Linked DNA regions of Sus scrofa: regions 1, 3, 4, 5, 6 and 7 are each linked to region 2. Evidence: chromatin contacts called from public Hi-C, HiChIP or PLAC-seq and promoter capture Hi-C data. All regions are on one chromosome and are shown on one strand. Each heading gives the region's core, a stretch centred on a gene start, on an enhancer-like site or on the middle of the called end of the contact. The rest is flanking DNA. Distances are from core to core; before and after follow the strand shown. Region 1 holds the start of SELENOM (selenoprotein M). Region 2 holds the start of SLC35E4 (solute carrier family 35 member E4). Region 3 holds the start of RNF185 (E3 ubiquitin-protein ligase RNF185). Region 4 holds the start of MORC2 (MORC family CW-type zinc finger protein 2). Region 5 holds the start of LIMK2 (LIM domain kinase 2). Region 6 holds the start of SMTN (smoothelin). Region 7 holds the start of PLA2G3 (group 3 secretory phospholipase A2).

What was found. Promoter capture Hi-C pulls out the DNA fragments that hold promoters and counts their contacts. Hi-C and Micro-C count contacts between places; a contact is called where the count stands out from the background. HiChIP or PLAC-seq counts read pairs in DNA pulled down with a chosen protein or histone mark.
Region 1: an H3K27ac HiChIP or PLAC-seq map of skeletal muscle shows a contact between it and region 2. The contact joins the promoter of SELENOM here to the promoter of SLC35E4 in region 2. A contact is called at or near these places in 5 of 47 Hi-C or Micro-C datasets (blood, fetal liver, liver and 1 more) and 2 of 2 datasets of contacts at active chromatin or transcription factors (alveolar macrophages and skeletal muscle).
Region 3: a promoter capture Hi-C map of liver shows a contact between it and region 2, with 9 times the contacts expected there. The contact joins the promoter of RNF185 here to the promoter of SLC35E4 in region 2. A contact is called at or near these places in 3 of 5 promoter capture datasets (fetal liver, fetal skeletal muscle and liver), 22 of 47 Hi-C or Micro-C datasets (alveolar macrophages, blood, brain and 12 more) and 2 of 2 datasets of contacts at active chromatin or transcription factors (alveolar macrophages and skeletal muscle).
Region 4: a Hi-C map of liver shows a contact between it and region 2, with 8 times the contacts expected there. The contact joins the promoter of MORC2 here to the promoter of SLC35E4 in region 2. A contact is called at or near these places in 2 of 5 promoter capture datasets (fetal liver and liver), 5 of 47 Hi-C or Micro-C datasets (embryonic fibroblasts, heart right ventricle, liver and 1 more) and 2 of 2 datasets of contacts at active chromatin or transcription factors (alveolar macrophages and skeletal muscle).
Region 5: a promoter capture Hi-C map of fetal liver shows a contact between it and region 2, with 6 times the contacts expected there. The contact joins the promoter of LIMK2 here to the promoter of SLC35E4 in region 2. A contact is called at or near these places in 1 of 5 promoter capture datasets (fetal liver), 2 of 47 Hi-C or Micro-C datasets (epiblast stem cells and liver) and 2 of 2 datasets of contacts at active chromatin or transcription factors (alveolar macrophages and skeletal muscle).
Region 6: a promoter capture Hi-C map of fetal liver shows a contact between it and region 2, with 11 times the contacts expected there. The contact joins the promoter of SMTN here to the promoter of SLC35E4 in region 2. A contact is called at or near these places in 2 of 5 promoter capture datasets (fetal liver and liver), 27 of 47 Hi-C or Micro-C datasets (alveolar macrophages, blood, brain and 15 more) and 2 of 2 datasets of contacts at active chromatin or transcription factors (alveolar macrophages and skeletal muscle).
Region 7: a contact with region 2 is called in a Hi-C map of fetal liver, with 2.3 times the contacts expected there. The contact joins the promoter of PLA2G3 here to the promoter of SLC35E4 in region 2. A contact is called at or near these places in 1 of 5 promoter capture datasets (fetal liver), 13 of 47 Hi-C or Micro-C datasets (alveolar macrophages, blood, embryonic fibroblasts and 10 more) and 2 of 2 datasets of contacts at active chromatin or transcription factors (alveolar macrophages and skeletal muscle).

The regions. Positions count from the first base shown.
Region 1 is chr14:47,903,843-47,906,610 of Sscrofa11.1, forward strand. It overlaps SELENOM (selenoprotein M), which reads right to left and starts at 1,508. Exons shown (of 5, transcript NM_001161648.1): 1 at 1,389-1,508; 2 at 140-175. The coding sequence starts at 1,508.
Region 2 is chr14:47,517,230-47,519,929 of Sscrofa11.1, forward strand. It overlaps SLC35E4 (solute carrier family 35 member E4), which reads left to right and starts at 1,373. Exons shown (of 4, transcript XM_021072952.1): 1 at 1,373-2,700.
Region 3 is chr14:47,945,040-47,947,739 of Sscrofa11.1, forward strand. It overlaps RNF185 (E3 ubiquitin-protein ligase RNF185), which reads left to right and starts at 1,331. Exons shown (of 7, transcript XM_005670859.3): 1 at 1,331-1,504.
Region 4 is chr14:47,799,149-47,801,848 of Sscrofa11.1, forward strand. MORC2 (MORC family CW-type zinc finger protein 2) reads right to left here and starts at 1,284. Exons shown (of 26, transcript XM_005670853.3): 1 at 1-1,284. It also overlaps LOC100525309.
Region 5 is chr14:47,982,660-47,985,359 of Sscrofa11.1, forward strand. LIMK2 (LIM domain kinase 2) reads left to right here and starts at 1,325. Exons shown (of 16, transcript XM_005670864.3): 1 at 1,325-1,510. The coding sequence starts at 1,495.
Region 6 is chr14:47,878,004-47,880,772 of Sscrofa11.1, forward strand. It overlaps SMTN (smoothelin), which reads left to right and starts at 1,314. Exons shown (of 23, transcript NM_001244360.1): 1 at 1,314-1,451.
Region 7 is chr14:47,926,969-47,929,668 of Sscrofa11.1, forward strand. PLA2G3 (group 3 secretory phospholipase A2) reads right to left here and starts at 1,341. Exons shown (of 7, transcript XM_003132975.4): 1 at 828-1,341. The coding sequence starts at 1,341.

The sequences.
Region 1 (2,768 bases), core at 258-2,757, 390 kb after region 2:
AACACAAGCCAATGAGGTCACACAGCTAGTCAGGTGCAACCTCCTGACTCCCTGCCAAAGGATCCTCCCCCACCCAGTCATTGGGACCATGTTTCCCACCCCCCAGGAGGCTCACTGGGACTCCTTCCTCCAAACTCACCTCTTTGAGGCGATTCAGCTGTCATCCCCCACAGGTCTGCAGGGGGAACAAAATGGGATAGATCAGGAGCCCTCACATCTACACGCAACCCTAATTTTACCCTCATCCCCCAGCTCAGCTTTGGGTTGGGCTATGGATTACTCCCTGAATAGCAGTTCCAAGGTGTGGAGATGAGGCCTCTTGTGGGCAGAAGGGAGAACTCCGTACAGATGGGGAAGCTGAGACGTAATGACACCAGAGGAAAAAGGAGTAAGGCCAGAGACCCGAAGAGCACTTAGCAGCAGACTTAGGGCTCTTGCCTGTACATCTTACTGACTGCTGACCCACTCCTGATGCCCAAGAGAAATGAGCACCCTTTTCCCCTCAGGCAGTAGAGAACTGGGTCTTTAGCCCCTAGAACCTCTGGGTGGAGGCAGACCAGAAGGAAACAGCTCTGTCCTGGGGGCCTCATTAGAGACACCTGCCATCTGCTCCTTACCTCACCCCATGAGGAGCTGGCCCTCCGTCGCCTGCGGCCCAGCCCTACAGACCATCTGGTCTCTTCCCCAATAAGGGGGGAGGGGTGGACCCCTCCCTGTACTCCCTGATGTGGAGCTTCCTTCTAGCAGGAGTCCATACCGCAGGGCTACCTATTCTAGTCCTCCCTCCTCCTCCCCATCTTTTTTCAGAGAGAAAACTAAGGCCTAGAGAGGGTCTGTGATGATCCACGTCACACAACCCAACAGGGACTTTGGCAGGAGAGGGTGGGGGAACACTTCACAGTAAGTGTTTAAAGGAAATTCCCAGCCTCCTTTCCTGGGTTTTGCATGGGGGGCGGAGTGGGAATGGGGGCTTAGGCTCCCATAAGGTCTTCCCTCCCCCAGGCAAAGGGAGAGAGACCAACCGGAACTGGAGTGGGGATGAATTCCAGGAAAAAGAGGAGTGATGGGGGATGGGAAATTGGACTCGTCTGGGAGTCATAGGGCCAGAGAAGTTAGGGGACAGGTCCAATGTGTCTGGGGCCCATGTCAGGCCTGATGGGGAACTAAGGAGGGGTTCAGATTTCCAGGCCACAAGATCAGGGGTGTTCCAGGCTTCCATGAATGGTGCTGGGGGGTTCTAAGGCTGGGAAGCGGGAGCGACAGTCCCGGGCGCCGAGGAAGACGTGGGAGTCGGGAGGGTCCTGGGGCCAGAAGAGTTAGCGATTCCAACGCTGAGGACCCGCAAGGTTGGGGGCGGTGATTTCTGGGCTGGGGGCCGGAGCACTCACCTCTACCCGGGCTCGGGCCAGGCCTTGTAGACGGTTCCAGTCGGGCCGGAAGGTGGTGGTGGCTGCCGCGAGTGCCGCGAGGAGCAGCAGCAGGGGCAGCGAAAGCGGCGGGAGGTGCATTGAAAGCCGGCCGGAGGTGATCCGAAAACTAGAGGTGAACCGCCCGGCCACAGCGCCACGTCTGGGCCCTCGGGCTGGCCGGGTCCCCGCTGGAGGTCCCGCCCCGCTAGGGACCACGCCCCCAGCTCTCGGTCTCCGCCCCAGGGCCTGCACAGCGGCCGCCTGGGCGCTGCCGGCAGGGTTTGAGCTCCTCGGCCCTTTGCTTTCCCAGTCCCAAGAGTGTCCACCCTCCCTCTGCTGACCGAGAGCGTGGACTCTCCAACAGGATGGGGCCAGGCAATGCCCCCTCACGCCGGCAGGGGGCGCGGGCGAGATGCGGATAGAGACCGAGTTTCTGGGCCAGACACTCGACTTGAAGATGGGGAAACTGAGGCCTGGGGAATCCTCATCTTTGTCTTTTATTTCTCTGGATGAAATTCCGATCTACGTTTCCATTCCCTGGAGCACACGTTGCGGCAATGGAATATTACGCCGTACACTAGGGACTGGGAGAATAAAAGGGTTAATACACATTAGAAAACTCTTTAGAATAATGCCTGTCACAGTGCCTCAAAGAGGCCCTAGGAACTCTGTTTTACAAGTGAGGAAACAAACTTAGAAAGGTAAAACGACTAAGTAGTGGTTCTAGGATTTGAACCTCAAACATTCCTGTGTTCACCAAGCCCAAGATGACTAGGTCAGGGTGCTGCTTCCCTCTTCAAGCCTAAGACAGACACAGAACACTGATTGCAATGCTCTTTCTTTCTTTCTTTCTTTCTCAATGAATTTATCACACCTGCAGTTTTTTTTTTGTTTGTTTGTTTGTTTGTTTGTTTGCCATTTTTGGGGCCTCTCCCACAGTATATGGAGGTTCCCAGGCTAGGGGTCCAATCGGAGCTGTAGCCACCAGCCTACGCCAGAGCCACAGCAACTCGGGATCCGAGCCACGTCTGCAACCTACACCACAGCTCACAGCAACGCCAGATCCTTAACCCACTGAGCAAGGCCAGGGATCAAATCCGCAACCCCATGGTTCCTAGTCGGATTCGTTAACCACTGAGCAACAATGGGAACTCCTATCACACCTGTAGTTGTACAATGATCATCACAATTGCAATGCTCTTTCCCACTGAAACTAGCACTCATAATCCTTCTTAAGATCAGACCAAGGCTGCATCATGACGTTCATGGACCCTAGGCAGTTTTACCTTCCTGAGCCCCGTCCTCTACTTAAAAACAACACATGCACACAAAACTACTACAACCAACAAAAGACCACAT
Region 2 (2,700 bases), core at 123-2,622:
AGGCCTCTAGAGTGCTTATTCACTGTCCTTCCTTAATCTCAGCCCAGGGCACTTTACTGGGGGAATCAGGACCTGCCCTCCTTTGAAGCGTGGGGGCTTAAGAGGTCTATGGCTTACCTCAGGTCACTCAGTCCACCAATTCAAGGGCAGCCAAAGGCAGTGAGGAGATGGAAGTTGGGGCTCAGGCCTTCTCCTGAGTATGGCCCTAGCAGTGACTATGTCACCTTCCAGTTCAGTTCCCCAGGCCCGCTATTTTCTCAGCCTGAGTCCTGAAGCCTGGGGATGGGTCTGACTGGCATAGGCCATCTCCTGACACTGGGTCAGATGTCCAGTCTGGCTCAGTCAGCAGGAACCAAGAAGGGGTATGGATGAGAGGACAGCTGCATCCTCAGTAAGAGTCTGATAAGCAAAGGCCCTCCCTGGGGTTGGGGACCAGGTTTGTTTCTGACCTGCATTTAGATCCGTGTGACTCCATCCAAACTGCGTTCCCCCTCACAGCCTAACTCACAGCTTGGTGGGGGTGGTTGGTTTACAGATGGGGAGACTGAGGCCCCCGCAGTCAAGTGATTTGTCTAGGAACATGCAATGGGGGTGGTTGGTTTACAGATGGGGAGACTGAGGCCCCCGCAGTCAAGTGATTTGTCTAGGAACATGCAATGACAAGAGAGCCCCATCCTACAGCCTCTGTAGCCCACTTGCTGGAAATGGGTTCTTCCTCTCTCCCAGTGCCTCCTGAAGGTGGAGACCCTTCCCAAATCACCTGCTTCCTGTGGGGGGGGGGGTGAAGTGGGGGCGGAGACAGTCAGATCTGAGGGATTTGGGAGCCTGTGGCAGGGCCAGGCTACTGGGAGCTGCTCTGGGCTTTTAGGTGGACCCCAGGGGATGTGAAGGAGCCCCTGCTTCCCTCCATGAAGCTGGGCACCTGCCTCCGTCCCCAGTCTCCCACAATAGCCTGTGGAGAGCTTTACTGCCTGAAGGTCAAGGCAGGTTAAAAACTGGAGCTCTCCAGCCAGACAGACTAAGTCTGAATCCCCCACTGTGCTTTGTGGCAGTCTTGGAGGAGGTATAGACACTGCCTACCACTCCCCACTAACTCAGCTCTGAGAAGATCAGGGGGTTATTTATTATGTTTTTTTATTTTTATTTTTATTTTATTTTTTTGTCTTTTTGCCTTTTCTAGGGCTGCACCCATGGCATATGGAAGTTCCCAGGCTAGGGGTCTAATCAGAGCTGTAACCACCAGCCTACACCAGAGCCACAGCAACACGGGATCCGAGCCTCATCTGCAACCTACACCACAGCTCACAGCAAGGCTGGATCCTTAACCCACTGAGCAAGGCCAGGGATTGAACCTGCAACCTCATGGTTCCTAGTCGGATTCGTTAATCACTGAGCCACGATGGGAACTCCAAGTTTTATTTTTTTAATTAAAGCTTACTGGAAACTGACAAAATCTTAAAAAGAATATAACCCTTAGGGGCCCTAGTTCCTCCTCTTCAGGAAATGTGGGGCGAGGTGGGCTGCCCCTTGACTGGCTCAGTTTCCCTCCCACAACCCCTCCTGGAGAAACGCTGTTTAAATAAACACCTATATATTTTGGTCCTTCGCTTGGAAATCTCCTGCCCTACAATTCGTAGTATTCAGCAGTGATTTGAAGGCTCCTATAGGTATTAGAATCATCAGAGGCAAATGAAGAAAAAAAAAAAAAGCACACTCCTGGGCCCACCAGATGGCATGTGATTCAGCAGGTCTGAATCAGCAGTGAGGCTGGGGATTTTAATTCCAGCCCAAGGATCATGATGGGGATTAGGGAACACTTGCAGTAATTCTCTGTTCTGGCCACCAGAGGGTGCCAGGGACCGTGTTAAGGGTCTCCCTTTGAGGTCTTGTTCCTCTAGACAGGTTGCCTTCATCAAGGACTTGCTGGTCAAACAGGCTAGGGGTGAACAGTATCCCAGCTGGCAGGAGCTCCCACAGAAGGAAACCGGGCATCAGAAAAGAGGCTCACAGCGGGCACTGGGCACTTGTGATTCTTGCATATCTGACTCTAGAGCTAAGAGAGGCCAGGGCTCAGCCTGGAATTCCTATCAGCCTGTCCTGTTTTGGGGTGTGCTGTTTACCCAAACCTCAGCTCTGAGACTAACCGTCCATTCTGATGGAAAAGCCAAGACTCAGGCAGGGGCAAAGGCTTAATGGCAGCTGCTCTGGCTCCCAGCCCACCTGGGGCTCATGTCCTGCCAGGAATGGGGACAGAGAATGGACACTAGGAAGTCCAGCTGTGAACCAGCCTCCAGTGCCCAGGAGATGGGACAGGGCCTGCTGGCCAGGGATAGATGCTGGCTGGCGGGGCCCTGCTTCCGCAGCTGTGGGTGGCCTTGGTGAGTCAGCTTTCCTCTGCCTGCCTAGAGGGGGCCCGCCCTGGGCTGGGAGAGGGAGGTGTTCGGATTAGGGAGGGGCATTAAGGTGCCCCGGTGGTCCAGCTCTTCTGGATGCTGAGGTCCCACGGGATATAACTGTGGCCCCGAGGCCCATCTTCGAAGGAGGTCTCCCGGGGTGGGTGTCCTTGAAGATGGAATCTCTGGAGAGGCTAGGGCTCTTTATCAGGCTCCCTCAGAAAGATACCCCGTGGTCTCCTGCTCTGTGTTCGTCTCTAAGAGGCTTGCCACGGCACTAGGTGGGGAGAGGCCTGATCCCCCACCA
Region 3 (2,700 bases), core at 81-2,580, 430 kb after region 2:
TTTTTTGGTAATTTTTATTTAAAAAGTTTATGGCCAGGGATTGAACCTGAGCCACAGCTGTGACTTACGCTGCAGCCGTAGCAACACCAGATCCTTAACCCACTGTACTGGGCCGGGAATTGAACCTGCGTCTCAGGGCTCCCAAGATGCTGCCGATCCCATTGTGCCACAGCAGGAACTCCCTAGAGACATTGTGTTACCCCTAAATACTTCAGTGAATATTTCCTAAGAACAAGGAAGTACTCTTACCATAACCACAATACAATGATCAAATGTAGAAATTTTAACATTGATACAATATGTAGTCACAGCTAAACCATGATCCAAATTCCAATTTTGTCTTTTGTCCCAATATTGTCCATTAAACCTATTCTGCCTCTCCTTATGCTAGTCCAGGATCCAATTTACAATCATATATCTCATTTTGTTGTCATGCCTCTTTAATCTCCTTTAAACCAGAACAGTTCCTCAGTCTTTCTCTGTTTTTTTCATGATGCTGACAATTATTTTGTATACTGTTCTCCATCTGGACTATGTCATGCTTCCTCATGAAACAAAACATGGGTTACTCATTTTTTTTGGCTGCACCCTACAACTTGTGGAAGTTCCTGGACCAAGATGGAACCTGAGTCAGAGAATCGACCCAAGCTGCTGCAGTGACAATACTGGATCCTTAACCTGCTGTACCACAAGGGAATTCTGAGTTATGCATTTTTGTCTAAAATACCACAGGAGAGATGCTGTCTCTTTCTCAGTGCATCTTACTAAGAGGCACATGCTCTTTACTTGATCTACAACTGGTGATATTAACTTACTGTTCTGTGAGATTATATGTAAAACTACTATTTTCCCTTTGTAATCAAAAAGGAATTTATAGGAGACATTTTGCTGTGTAAATATTCTCTTCCTCTAGTTTTACCATCCATTATTGATTTTCTAACTCCATCATATTTGTTATTTTGCTTCTACTAAAAGGCATAATTTCCCCTTCTCCCCCATTTATTCAATCACTTTTATACCAGTAAAGACTCATGGGTTACCATTTTATTCAATTAGTTAAATCTGTTACTATCAAGTATTTTGATTCTCAAATTGCGACGATTTGGCCATGGGATCTCTTTCAAGTTAGCTCCTGTATCCTCTGACGTATTCTCATCATCCTTACATTCTGGTGCAACAAAACTGTTTGAAACTTGTCTGTACTTTCCCTACACAGACCTAGGCTTTCTGAAAAGCTGGCAAGTGACCCCTACGCTTTTCTGCTTCCTGCCGGCAGGCGGAACCTTAGAGTCCAGGATCTGGGCGGGAGAACAGCGCAGCGGACCAACCTTTTCCGGTTGTGGACGGAAGTCCCTTGGAAAGCTGCGGCTCTGCGTCAGCTGACCAGAGTCCGCGTAGGAGGGACCCGAGGTCCGGCGGGACGGACTATCCCAGCGGAGAGACTGGCTGGGCGGCCGACGGAAGGACAAACTGGAGTGGCCTCGGCGGTGTTAGCTGAGCAGAGGCAGGTACTTGAGAGGCTGGGTTGGCAGCTAGGGGCCGTCCAGGTTGAGGGACGCGGGCGAGGGACCGGGTTCCGCCTTCACCAGGCCCATGGGCGGCAACACCTGAGCCCAGGAACGCAGAGGCAACAAGCTGGCTCTGTTCCGGGCCCTCCGCCCCAGGGGAAGGTCAGGCTTGTGTTGTGGTCTTTCGTCCAGTGATTACAATTTGGGGAATCTAAGGCTCCAAGAAGAGGAAAGGCTGCCAGAAGCTCTCCTAACTTCGAGAACTCAGGGACTCTCTCTAACTCTCTGACTCCCATTCGAGGCCGCCTCTTTCTTGTAAAGGTGCTTTTAATGAGTTTGTCCCCAGTGGAGAGGCCGAGGCCGGTAAGCGGGATGAATAGAGTTGGGCTTGGGAGAAAGAGACCCAGGTTTGAGGCTTCACCACTGACATACATTTGTGTGACTGGGTCTTTACCTGTGCCAGGTCTCAGTTTCTTTTCTAAAACAGGGCCCTGTTTCTCTAAATATGGTTCCCACAGCCTCTGGAGTGCATACTCTACAATGCAGGACTCTTGAGACCTCTTATTTAGAATTTGGGTCCGAACTGGGGAAACTATAGTTTGAATGTTTGCTTTGGGGGACCTGTGCATACTGATGTTTGAAGCCCACTGATTTTTTTTTCTTTTTTAACTAGGATATAGTTGACTTACACAGTTGTGCTAATTTCAGGCATACAGCACAGTAAATCGTTATACATATACCCATTCCTTTTCAGATTCTTTTCCCATATAGGTCATTACACAATATTGAGTAAATTTTCCTGTGCTGTGCAGTAGGTCGTGTTACCCATCTATTTTATATATAGGAGTGTGTATGTATCAATCCCAGCCCCCTAATTCATCCCTCCTCTCCCCATGTTTCCCCTTTGTTAACATAAATTTGGTTTCAAAATCTTTGTGAAGCCCACTGATCTTAAGTGCTTTCCTTCTGTGAGTACTAGATATCTAGTCTTTGCTCTGAGGCAGCTGGAACTTGTTCAGGATCTTGGGGGGGGGGGGAAGGAGGAGGGAAACAGACCAGAAAAGACAGCAGTGGAATGGACCAGACATTATAATGGTGAAGAGAGCTTCTACCTCATCTTTGATGTTAAAAGAGGCAGAAACGAGGACAAATAGGTGGATCCTACAGGAAAATGATTTAATGAAATAACTAC
Region 4 (2,700 bases), core at 34-2,533, 280 kb after region 2:
ACCTGACCCGCCCAAATCAACTCAGGCGAGTTGCGCCCCTCCCCCACTTCCCTCAGACAGCGGCCTCAGCCTCTCAGGCGCTCGGTCCCGTGTTCTCCTCCTCACATAGAGAAGATAGTCCCAGCTTTCAAGGCCCGGATTGAGGGCAGTGACGAGTACACTACCCGAGCGGGCGTTGCCCTGCGCTCACAGCTGCAGCTGCCTTTGTCCCTCCCCACGGAATTGGAACCCAACAACCGCAGCGCGCTCTTGGAACCATGTGCTGCCTCCGCCTCCGCCGCTGCCGCCACCGCCGCCGCGAGACCACAGCCCGCACTGCGCTGGATGATATGGTGACCGGACTCAACACCACAAAATTCGGCGTCTAGGTCTCCTCCGCCGCTGCTATCGCTGGCGTCTCTGCCACCTCAGCCAGCGCTTTGTCTCCGCTAGTGCACACAGCCCGGGCCGCCTCGCGCACTCCCCGACGCCCCAAGCCCCCGAGGCCTCCGCGGCGTATTCGGCCAATCACAGAGCCGCAGATCCTCCCGCCCCCGCTCTGATGCGACGCCTTCTGATTGGTAGGTAGCGTGTCTCCACGTGACCGGATCTTGTTAGCTGGGCCCTCCCCTGTCACGTGAGTGAGCGCGCCTCTCTTCCTGCTTTCTTGACCCTCTCCGCCATTTAAAGAAACAGTACCGGGGGCGGGCCGAGCGACGCAGCCGGGACGGCAGCTGCGGCGCGGACCGGAGGAGCCATCTTGTCTCGTCGCCGGGGAGTCAGGCCCCTAACTCGAAGAAGCCCTGGCGCGCCCTCCCCCCCTCCCCGGTCTGGTAGGGCGAAGGAGCGGGCGCGCGGTCGATCGAGCGATCGGTTGGCGGCTCTTTCTCCTGCTCTGGCATCCAGCTCTTGGGGCGCAGGCCCGGCCGCCACGGCGCGCGCCCGGTGGCCGTTGGCGTTCGCGCCGCGTCTTTCTTCTCGTACGCAGAACTCGGGCGGCGGCCTATGCGTTTGCTATCCGACGAGGAGTCGTCCGGGTGGTCGGCGGCGGCGGGCAGTTGCTCCGCCCCGCTCCTGGGGAGGCGGCGGCGGCGGCGGCGGCGGCGGCGGGATTTGGCACGGCCGGGGAAGCTGGGGTGGCCGGGGCCGGCCTGGAGGCCTGGCACCACCCTTCGGGGCCTGCAAGGACCCAATTGGGGGGACAGGAGGGAGCCGGGGGATGGTTGGTGGTGGGCTTTCTACTTTGTCTTTTCCTCCTTATGCCGCCTTAGTGAGGGGCGGGAGCGCTGGAGGCCGCTCCGGGGTGGAGAGACAAGCTCCGGAGTCGGAAGAGCTGGGTTTGCTTCCGGGCCTAACCACCAGCTGGCCGAGTGACCTTAGGCAAGTCACTCTGTAATTTATCTGCGCCTCAGTTTCCTCCTTCTCCATCAATGTTTGTGGGATTGAAAGCGCTTTGTAAACTGTAAAGCGTCGCTGTATGTAAGGGATGATTATTGTTCGTAATGGCTTGGTTTTTTGTTTTTTGGTTTTTTTTTTTTGGAGTTGTAAGAAAACTTAGAAATTGCCCAATCCTTGGATTTTGAACCTGGAAACCTTGGATTGGAGGTGGAGATCCCCAAACTCCTTGAAATTGTATGCAGAAATTAGGGGGAATGTGCATTTTAGAGAATGAGAAGCCATCGCCAGCAAGTTTTCATTGGGGGCTGTGACCCAGAAGAATTAAGAACCACATTTCCTTTGTCACAAGGAGGAAACTGAGGCCAGATGTCATTTGGGACCCTTCACAACCAATTCGAAGCCCCTGTTTGAATCCCTGAGATATGTGAGCTGTTCTGTGCATAGTGGATATTCGTGGTAACAACACTCCACTTCTTGGCTTCTATTTTGAGTTCTTTCACCATGGGTTGCCTAAAGGGTGACTGATGCTTAAAGGTACAGTGGCACCCAGCATAAAGCAGCTAAAACTGGGCATGGATATGTTCTCTAGTATCAAGAAGCTTATTTAATCTTTGGCCCAACAACTTTTTTTTTTCTGGTGCCTGACTACCTTTCTGACTCTTCATTGACCATTTTCTATGACCATGGTTGCCATCCGTTACTTTCCCCTATTTTATATTCCTAGTCTGTGTGGTTGGTAGTGAGCAGGCTTATTTTTAAATGGTGCTGCCAAGTCCAACTAATTAATGGTGCAGGTGGATTTTTAGCAAGCTGGCTCACTAGAACAGACTGAACCAGGCATGGAATTCTTGAAAATGTTTGGGGGGTTGAGTCTTTATTAATTGAAGGTTAACGTTTTCTGAGAAGTTTTGTTAGAATTTTCTGCTGAACCTCAAAATCAGATTGAAAGTGTTTCAACCTTAAATTTTTTCTGGTCTGCTTTGTATTCTATTTGCTTGCAAGTGTGTTACTAAGATGGCCAAAATGCCAGTTTTTGCTTCTTTGTTAATTGTCAGCTGCTTTTATCAAATATCAGGCAGTTATCCAGCAAACACTATAGAAATGTTTGAACAGTTGGCTTTCAAACATTTTCATTTTGTGGAGTGGTGCTTACCATTGGTACAGCTCTAAGCAAGCAAACGCAAACACTTTTAAGTGTATTTTGTCTGTTAGGTGTTAGCCGGTTCTGCTATTTCATACAAATGTCTGGAAATCAATTGACTATTCCCTTTACCTAGAGGGCAGAGACAAATGATCTCAATTCCAGAGAAATGACTGTTTTGG
Region 5 (2,700 bases), core at 75-2,574, 470 kb after region 2:
AGGTAGGGAACATACACTATAACCTCTTTCCATGTGCAGGGCAAATAAATACTGCTCCTTTTTGCTAGCCATGAGGTGGCTTGTCAGGAGAGTCCTCTGGATCCCCGTCACTTTAATTCAATACATAGTCTCATCATTACTGTAGTCAGAGCAGAAATTTCCTCAGAAACTAAAGCCAACTGCTGAAGAGGATTCCTAGGACCTAAGGAAAGCCAGGTACATCACCTCCACCACCCCTCAGCACTTTCCTCACACTCAGGACCTCAGGAGCTACCTACTACACCCAGAGGAGAAAAATCTGACCTGCATCTAGTTTGGACTACAGGATCAGGGCAGGAAGGGAGAATTATGCTCACCTTTGCTTACTCGAGTGCTGGTTGAATTTTGTCCTTGGTAGGAGTGTCATCCATTTCCTCAGGCCCCATCCCTGTCCCTTCCTGGTCATTTGTATGTTTTTCTCATGACCTAAATCTGATCTAAAGAAATGGCAGTTTCCAAAGACCCAGCACAGGAGAATCTGATGGGAGGGACCAGCTGATATGACAGACCCTTCGTCACACAGAGGACCTCAGTCCCCACCCAAACCCAGTGAGGGAAGTGGTTCTCAAAGCCCCTCAGCCAGCTAACAGCTGCCAGAGACCAGTCTGCTGTCCCAAGGCCTAGTCTAGTGCTCTCTTCTTTATAGTCCAAAGGGCAAATCCAGTTCACAGGTATATTTCCTTTGACCTACATGGCATTTTTAGAATTTGAATGTTAGCAACATTAAAAAAAAAGGGGGGGGGAATTGCACCTAAATACCTGGATTTTTGACTTGTCTTGAAAAATTGGAAGACCTGGTGTTCTGGGCTCATTTGTATAACCTACTTGACCGCTGAGTGTCAGCTTGCTCCTAGTGGCACAAACAAGTGGCTTCTCTGAGCTGGAAGCTTCTAAGAAAAGCCCACCCCCAACCCCCCAAAGGTATTTGTGGGGTAAACCTGGTTTCACCATGTTCATATTTTTGATGCCAAATACTCTACTGGAGAGAGCTTTCGACTGGGAGTGAAGAGCCTGCCTTCCCAGCCCAGCCCAGCCCCCAATGAGCTAAGCCATTCTGAGCTAGTCAAAACTTGTCCCCTCTGGTCCTCAGCCGTCCTCATCTGTAAAATGGGCTGAGGGTCCTCTGTGTTGAGATCTCCACCCTGCGCAGCGTCTGCGCAGCCTCGTCAGCTCAGGCACCAACCGAGGACGCCGTTCGCGCTAGGGGGCACCAGAGCCGCCAAAGAGTCCGACCGGTGGGCGGGCCAGGGTCCCGGGGCGGGGCCTTGCGTCTGTTGGGCGGGGCGTCGGCGGGCGGGGCCCCGGTGCCAGGTGCGGTTTGGTCCTCCCCGGGCGCCGTAGGCGGCGCATCCCTCGCGCCCGGGGCTGAGATCCTCCCGCGCCTGAGGCAGCGGTGGCAGCTGAGCGGAGCTGCAGTGGCCCCAGCCTCCTCCCCATTTCCGCGCCTCCGGGACCATGGCGGCGCAGGCGGGTAAGGAAGGGCCAAGCAGTCCTGTCCCGGGCCCGGGGCGCCTGAGGGGAGCTGGCGGCCCCTCGGGGGTTTCGGGCTGAGTGGACCCGGGGCGGGGGTGGCCCCGGCTCCTTAAAGGAAGAATTTGGGAGTGGTGAGCACCGCGCTTCCCGAAGACTGGGAAGTTGTGGAGGGAGGGCGGGGCGGCTTGGGCGACTTCCCGTGAGTTGAGGTCCCTGGGAGGAAGGGATGCTGGCGGCATCTTTTTTTGTGGACTTGGCGACCGAAAGTCTTCAAAACTCTTTCTAAAGAAGCTGAAGGATCCGGATTCCCTAGAGGGTTTGGGGAGTGTGAGGAGCACGGGGTCCTCAAAGTTGGGAGCACTTCTGAGAGGATGGAGCGTATACCTCGGGTTCTGGATTTTCTGTGGAAAATTGAGGAGTTTGACTCCCGTCACGGGATCCGAGGCTTCTGGCGGGTGTCTCGGTGCCTGCGGCCCCCTGGGTCTTGGGTTCTCTGCGAGAAAAGGGCAGTGTGGGCTCCCTTGGGTTTTGGGACACGACCTGGGGGGAGAGAGAAAGTGGAGCATTATTCCTGGGGAAGGTAGGCTCCCCAGGGGCTCGGGCCCTCTTGGTCCCTCTGACACAGGAGAGGAATGTGGCCAAACACCTCCTGGAAAGAAGAGCTTATGAGGGTGAAGGGTAGCTTCAGTGTTAGGTTGGCTGTGCCTGCGGTCCCCTCCCAGTCACTCACACCACCCTGCAGCTTCCTGCCCTCCTGGCCTGTCTCCCTGCACCAGGGACTTTCTGTTTCCCAGCCACCTGTGTGGGTGGCCTAGCCTTTAGGTCGACCAGGGTCAGCGTCCAGAAGCTTTCTAGAGCTGGCAGGAGGGAATAGTGGAGGAGGGAGGCTGTCCTGGAAATCTGCCCCCGCTTCCTGGCTTTCAGCCTGTGGACAGTCACTTCCTCCATCCTGAATACAAGGACCAGGCCACCAGTGGGTCACTTCCTCACCATGGGAGTATGGGATTTTCTCCTCATTCTTGATAATAGGCTTCTGGAGAAGGAGGGCTAGGGGTAGGAATACTCCCTGTCCCTTCCTCTTTGTTTTTCTGTTTTTGTTTTTGTTTTTTAGCTTCCAGAGTTCTTTAGCTCAAGTGATCTCCATTGGTTTTTTCCTAACCTCTGTAGCATAGGTTTCCTGTTCTGAAC
Region 6 (2,769 bases), core at 64-2,563, 360 kb after region 2:
CTACAGCTCCTAAATTGGGCTCTGTTTGCTCTTCCTCCTGTGTGACCTTAAGAAGTCTCTTCCCTTGCTTCACCATGGTTTTCTCATGTGTAAAACAGGACTACCTCCAGGACGCAGGGATGAAATAAGATATCACCCTTAAAAGAGTCTCAGGGTGGATACTGGCCCTCCCCCTGGATGGTGGTGAGGTGAGGTGGTGAGTGATCACAGAGAATCTGGACACAGGGTTGAGGGGCTCTGCTGGGGCAACATCCTGAAACGACTTCCTCCACAATCCCACATCATAAAGGTTAAAAGCACAGATTCTAAAATGAAAGGTGCTGGTATAAGTCACAGTTCCACAACCTATTAGTTGTTGTCCTTAACTGTTAAACGGGACAGTTGATAATCCATATATGTGTGTGTACACACCTGGAACATGGCAAGTATGAAATAAATTAGTTGATACTATTACTGTTATTATTTGATAGACAGGACTCCCAGGTTCCAACTCCCTTTGGTTTCCATGGACACCTGTGGGACGTGCCCTGACCTCTAGCACGGAGAATGAAGTGGTTTCCCCAGTGGATCTGAGCTCTTGGGTCCCCTGGCTGACTGCTTGTGCTGTCTTTGGCATGCTGCTCTCTCGGCCTCAATTTCCTCCATTTGTTGAATGAGATTCTGGACTCAATATTACCTATGTAAAACTCCAGCGAGGCAAGGGGCCAACCCCAAGGGTCTTGGAGGGGAGAAGCAGCAATGTAGTTGAGGTCAATGTCTGCTCATATTGTATGGTCTGGGGAAGGGGTGTTGTGTGGTTGATCCTGCTCCACTTGAGGTGGTCCCTGAGGTGCTCCAAAGAAGGGTCAAGTCCCTGATCTGAGAGGGTCCCGACCAGGTGTTCCAAAAGAAAACAGTCTAGGGACTGCGGCCAAGCCCTGCACTGACGCGAGGAGGAGGCGGAGTCAAGGGAGTGGACGGGGTCTCACGAACAAAGAGGAGGGCGGAGAGAGGCTGTCCTGAAGGCTCCGCAAATAGTACGATCCCAGACCACTTAACCCGGCTTTGGGTGCCCTCCCCGACTTTGGTTCAAAGCTGCGTCCTCCTGCCGACGCCCACCGGACCCGCCAAAACCGCGCTAGCAGTGTCCCCAAGACAGCAATCCTCTATAACTCAGGCCCTCGAGGGGCGGGCCCTCACTAGGGGCGTGACCGTCAAAATTGAATCTTTCCAATGGGGCAAGAGGGTGGGCGGGACCCTCCCGATGATTGGCTAGCGCTGCGGCGCGGGGCGGGGCCGGCAGGGCTGCTGGCGCGGCTGGACGGGCGGCGCTTGCAGAATCCCAGGGACGGTTGCTGAGCGGGTCTGGGATCCCGGTCGCGGCGCCTTCCGCCTGACCGCTCCTAGTCCATCTGTTGGATACCAAAAGACCTAACCTGAGCCCGCGCCGGACGGGCGGGCCGGGCTGAGAGGTGAGTGTACGGACCTTCGGGCAGGACCAAGACCCCCGCCAGGTCCGGGGGTGGAACCTGGATATGTGGATTCCCGGGGTTCTGGGACTCCCAGACCTGGGAGACCCCGCTTACACACGGGGTCTCTAAGCCATGGAATAAGGTTCTGAGACCGCGGGGAAGGACGTCCATGGGCCACCAGAAGGCTCCACGACCCCGAGGGGTGCAAGTCTTGGGGCCAGAAACCCTGGGGAAGCGCCCACATTCCCCCAAGTCTCCTCACAATCTTCGGGAACCCCATACTGGGACAGGGAGCCCTGGAACTGGAAAGGAACAGCGACAGGAATCCCTGGCGAGGAAGGGACTTCCTTGGGAGTCCTAGATTATGCATTAGGGACCCCTGCCCCTCAGAAGACTTAAGGGAACTCAAAGTGTCCACAGAACCTAAGCCAGGTGATTGCAGAGTGACGCTCTTGGGAGTTTACACCAGAGTAGGTAGAGAAGAGTTAAGGACCCCAGCAGAGGGAGGCTGCCACCTGTCCTAGCCCACAGGGATGGGAAAAGCAAGCAGTGACTTGAACAGGTAGGGTCTGATGAACCCCAACTGTGTGTACCAGGACCCCCCAAACCCGTTCACCGGATGAAGTGACTCGACCAGTGACTGTGACTGTTCTGGGGAGGGGGAAGAGATGACTGAGGGATGAATCAACAGGAACAGGGGCAATCCTGGGGCCATTTCAGTCACCATACATTAACTGAGCACCTACCATGTGTGTCAGGCTATGAGCTCTCAAATTCCAGAAAGACATTAGCGCTGCGGGAGGAAGGAAAGTGCTGCAGTGGGAGGGTGGGCCAGGATTTAGGGGGCCGTTTTGATAGGCAGTGGTAGGGCAAAAGGGAGTGTCCGGAGCCCCTGAAGGTACTTTGGAAGAGGACTTCAGAAGCTAGAGGTGACCAAGATTAAATCCATTCCCTCTCCTCTGGGTTTTTGGGATCCTCCTTCCCCCATGACAATTCTCTGGCCCTCTCCAGTCCTGTTTGCCTCATCCAGGAGCTGGACGGATCAGTTTCTGAAGGCTCTTCCAGCCGGGGAACTGAATCCTAAGTGTGTGAACTGGCAGGAGCTAGGTTCCTGGACACCTGGCTTCATGAGGTCAGGGCAGTTGGCATCAGGAGGAGGGCAGGAAGGGGAGGAGTGGAAGGGGATGTGCACAGAGGGCCGTCCTCAAGAATTGGAAGACTGAGTGTTACCACCAATGGCTTAAGTTACCAGAGGGAATGAGAGTGGCAAAGGCTGCAAGGGCTCAGAAAGGCTTAGCCTATAGCCAGAGGCAGAGCT
Region 7 (2,700 bases), core at 91-2,590, 410 kb after region 2:
CTTCTATGGGACCCTCAATTTCAAAACCCAGAGAGAACACGCAGGCGCAGCCATGCCAGGTGACCTTGCCCATGGAAAGATCTTCCTCAGGAGAACTGGTGTCTGCATTCTTGGGCTCACACCCCAAATAAAACTCCAAAGTTATGAATGTGTGTGGAATGGAATGGCAAACAGCAGGGTGCAACCTCACTAGCATGGTGAGGCATTGTTAGGATGCCAACCTGCTCCAACTCAAGTGCCAGTTTCTCCCCCCACCCTCAGTCCTCCACGTACACAGTCAGCTGTACCAAGGGTGAAAAAAAGCCAGGAGTGTTTTTCATCATCTGAGCCATAAAGCCCTTTACTGAGCATCTCCCAAATGCCTGGCGCTTTCCACACCCAGATGCACCGCAGCCCCAGCAGTGAGGTGTCACTGTTATAGTACAGATGAGAAAACAGGTTCGGAGCGGGAAGCTGACTTGTTCAGCCTGGATGAGCTGAGCTGGGGTTTGAACCCGGGCCTTTGTGTCTCAGCGTCCACTCCACTGGGCCTCCTCTTGGGTAATGGCTTTTGGCTCAGCCCGCTCTGGATCCACCTAGCCAGCCCCCTCCCTTGATCGTGATTAACAAGGACTCCCCGGTGTAAGTGGGAAACGCTCCCATCTCTAACCTCACTTGAGCATCCCGTGATGAGCATTGTGCTCATGTCATCGTACAAATAAGGAAATTGAGGTTCAGAGTGGCTAAGTCACTCTCGTAGGATGCACAGCCTGGAAGAGTGGGTGCTGGGGCCAAAGTCTGCACTTCTTCCCCACCCACTCCCCCAAGTCCACACCCCCATGGCTCACCCAGCTCAGATGAGTTCCCAGCAGAGTCCCCAACTCCACACCACAGGGTGCCAGGCACGGTCCAGCCTCTCTTCACCCACTGGCGCCCTATGCCAGGCACTCCATTCTGCCCTGCTGCTCGCTTCTCCCTGGTCCCTGCTGGGCTCTCAGCAGGCCCTCGGCAGGCCTCCCACTGACTCTGAAGGGTGGCCAGGGCTCTCTGCAGTTCAGGTCCAGGGGTGTGGATAAAGGAGCCCCGGGTGATCTCACCAGCACAGAGGGCGCCATAGGCTGCAGTGAGCTCTGGCTCATCCTGCCGGCTGCACACCTGCAGCCTCCCGTGCCCATCCCAGTGGGCGTGGAACAGAGCCAGTCCTTGGGCATCCTTGCCCAGGAAGCTAAGGGACCTCAAGGGTCTTCCAGGGATAGGTCTGGCCAAGTGGCAGGAGGTGCTGTCCCAGTGGAGGGCAGGGGAGCCCCCCAAAGTCCTCCCCAGGAAGCTCAGCACTCCTAACAGCACCACCAGAACCCCCATTCCGCCCTGGCCCAGCCCAGTCAGACAAAGCCCCCAGGAAGCCTACTTCTGGTGGGCCCACGAGGCAGCAGCTCCAGCAGCTGAGCGGAAGCAGTGCCCAGCAGACCCGGTGCTTCGGGGCCAATGAATGGAGCTTTGGGAGGAGTAGGAAGGAGGCTGGAGTATGGGGTGATCTGGGGCTTGTAACTGAATCCACCGGCTGGGCAGCCCGCTGATTGGCTGAGGAGTGCACTTGCCGGGGCCCACGCCCCCACTCAGCCGGCCTTTTTCCACGCCTTCCAGTCACCTGCCGCCAGCGCCCCCGGGATGGGGCCATTAGAAGCCCAAGCCCGTGGCCCTGGGGGTGGAGTCCAGGAGGGGATCTGTATCTCTCTGCGGAGGGGAGAGGGTGTGGGGGCTCTGAGGGGCCTCTCAGAACTGGTCCTCATCCCCCGACCCTGGAGATGGCTGCCACACCTACCTCCTCGAAGCTGGCAGAGGGCCCCGGGCCCTGGCAAATCTGGGTAAAGGAGGTGCTGGCAGGGCTGGGGCTCTTTGGCCACTCCCCCTGGGAGCTCTGAGGCTTCTGGGAAAGGGAGTGTCCATCCCCTGGCCACTTGGGGTGCTCTCCCTGCCCAGACCTTCTGAGAAAGGCACCTAGCATATTCAGAGGACAGTGGCCCAGGGCTCCCACTTCCTGGGACTCCAAGCACCGACCTGGCCCAGCAGCAGCCCTCTTGGTCTAACACATGGTGGAGACACAGCCAGAGCAGACCTTGAAAGCAACAAGAGGCTGGTCTGGTGCTCTGTGCTTAAAGGGACTACAGGGACTACAGTCCCCAGAGGAGCCAATGTGTCCTGGGTGGGGGGTGGGGTGGCTGGGTCTGCAGTCACCTCCATTCCTGGACTGGAGTTATCTGGGGGACACAGCAGGCATCATGTGTCCCTCAAGAGACAGGGTGGTCTCTCCACTGGGGAGGAGTTACACCAGGGCATATGTTCCTGTGTCTCAAAGCTGATGTTTGATTCAACTTCCAACCATCTGGGGAAGCCAGGAATTTATAACCCAAGTGCAGATGAAGAAACTGAGGATCAGGAGTTCCCATCGTAGCTCAGTGGTTAACGAATCCGGCTAGGAACCATGGGGTTGTGGGTTTGATCCCTGGCCTTGCTCAGTGGGTTAAGGATCTGGCATTGCTGTGAGCTGTGGTGTAGGTTGCAGATGCGGCTCGGATCCCTCGTTGCTGTGGCTCTGGCGTAGGCCGGTGGCTACAGCTCTGATTGGACCCCTAGTCTGGGAACCTCCATATGCCGCGGGAGCGGCCCAAGAAATAGCAAAAAGACAAAAAAAAGAAAGAAAAAAGGAAGGAAGGAAGGAAG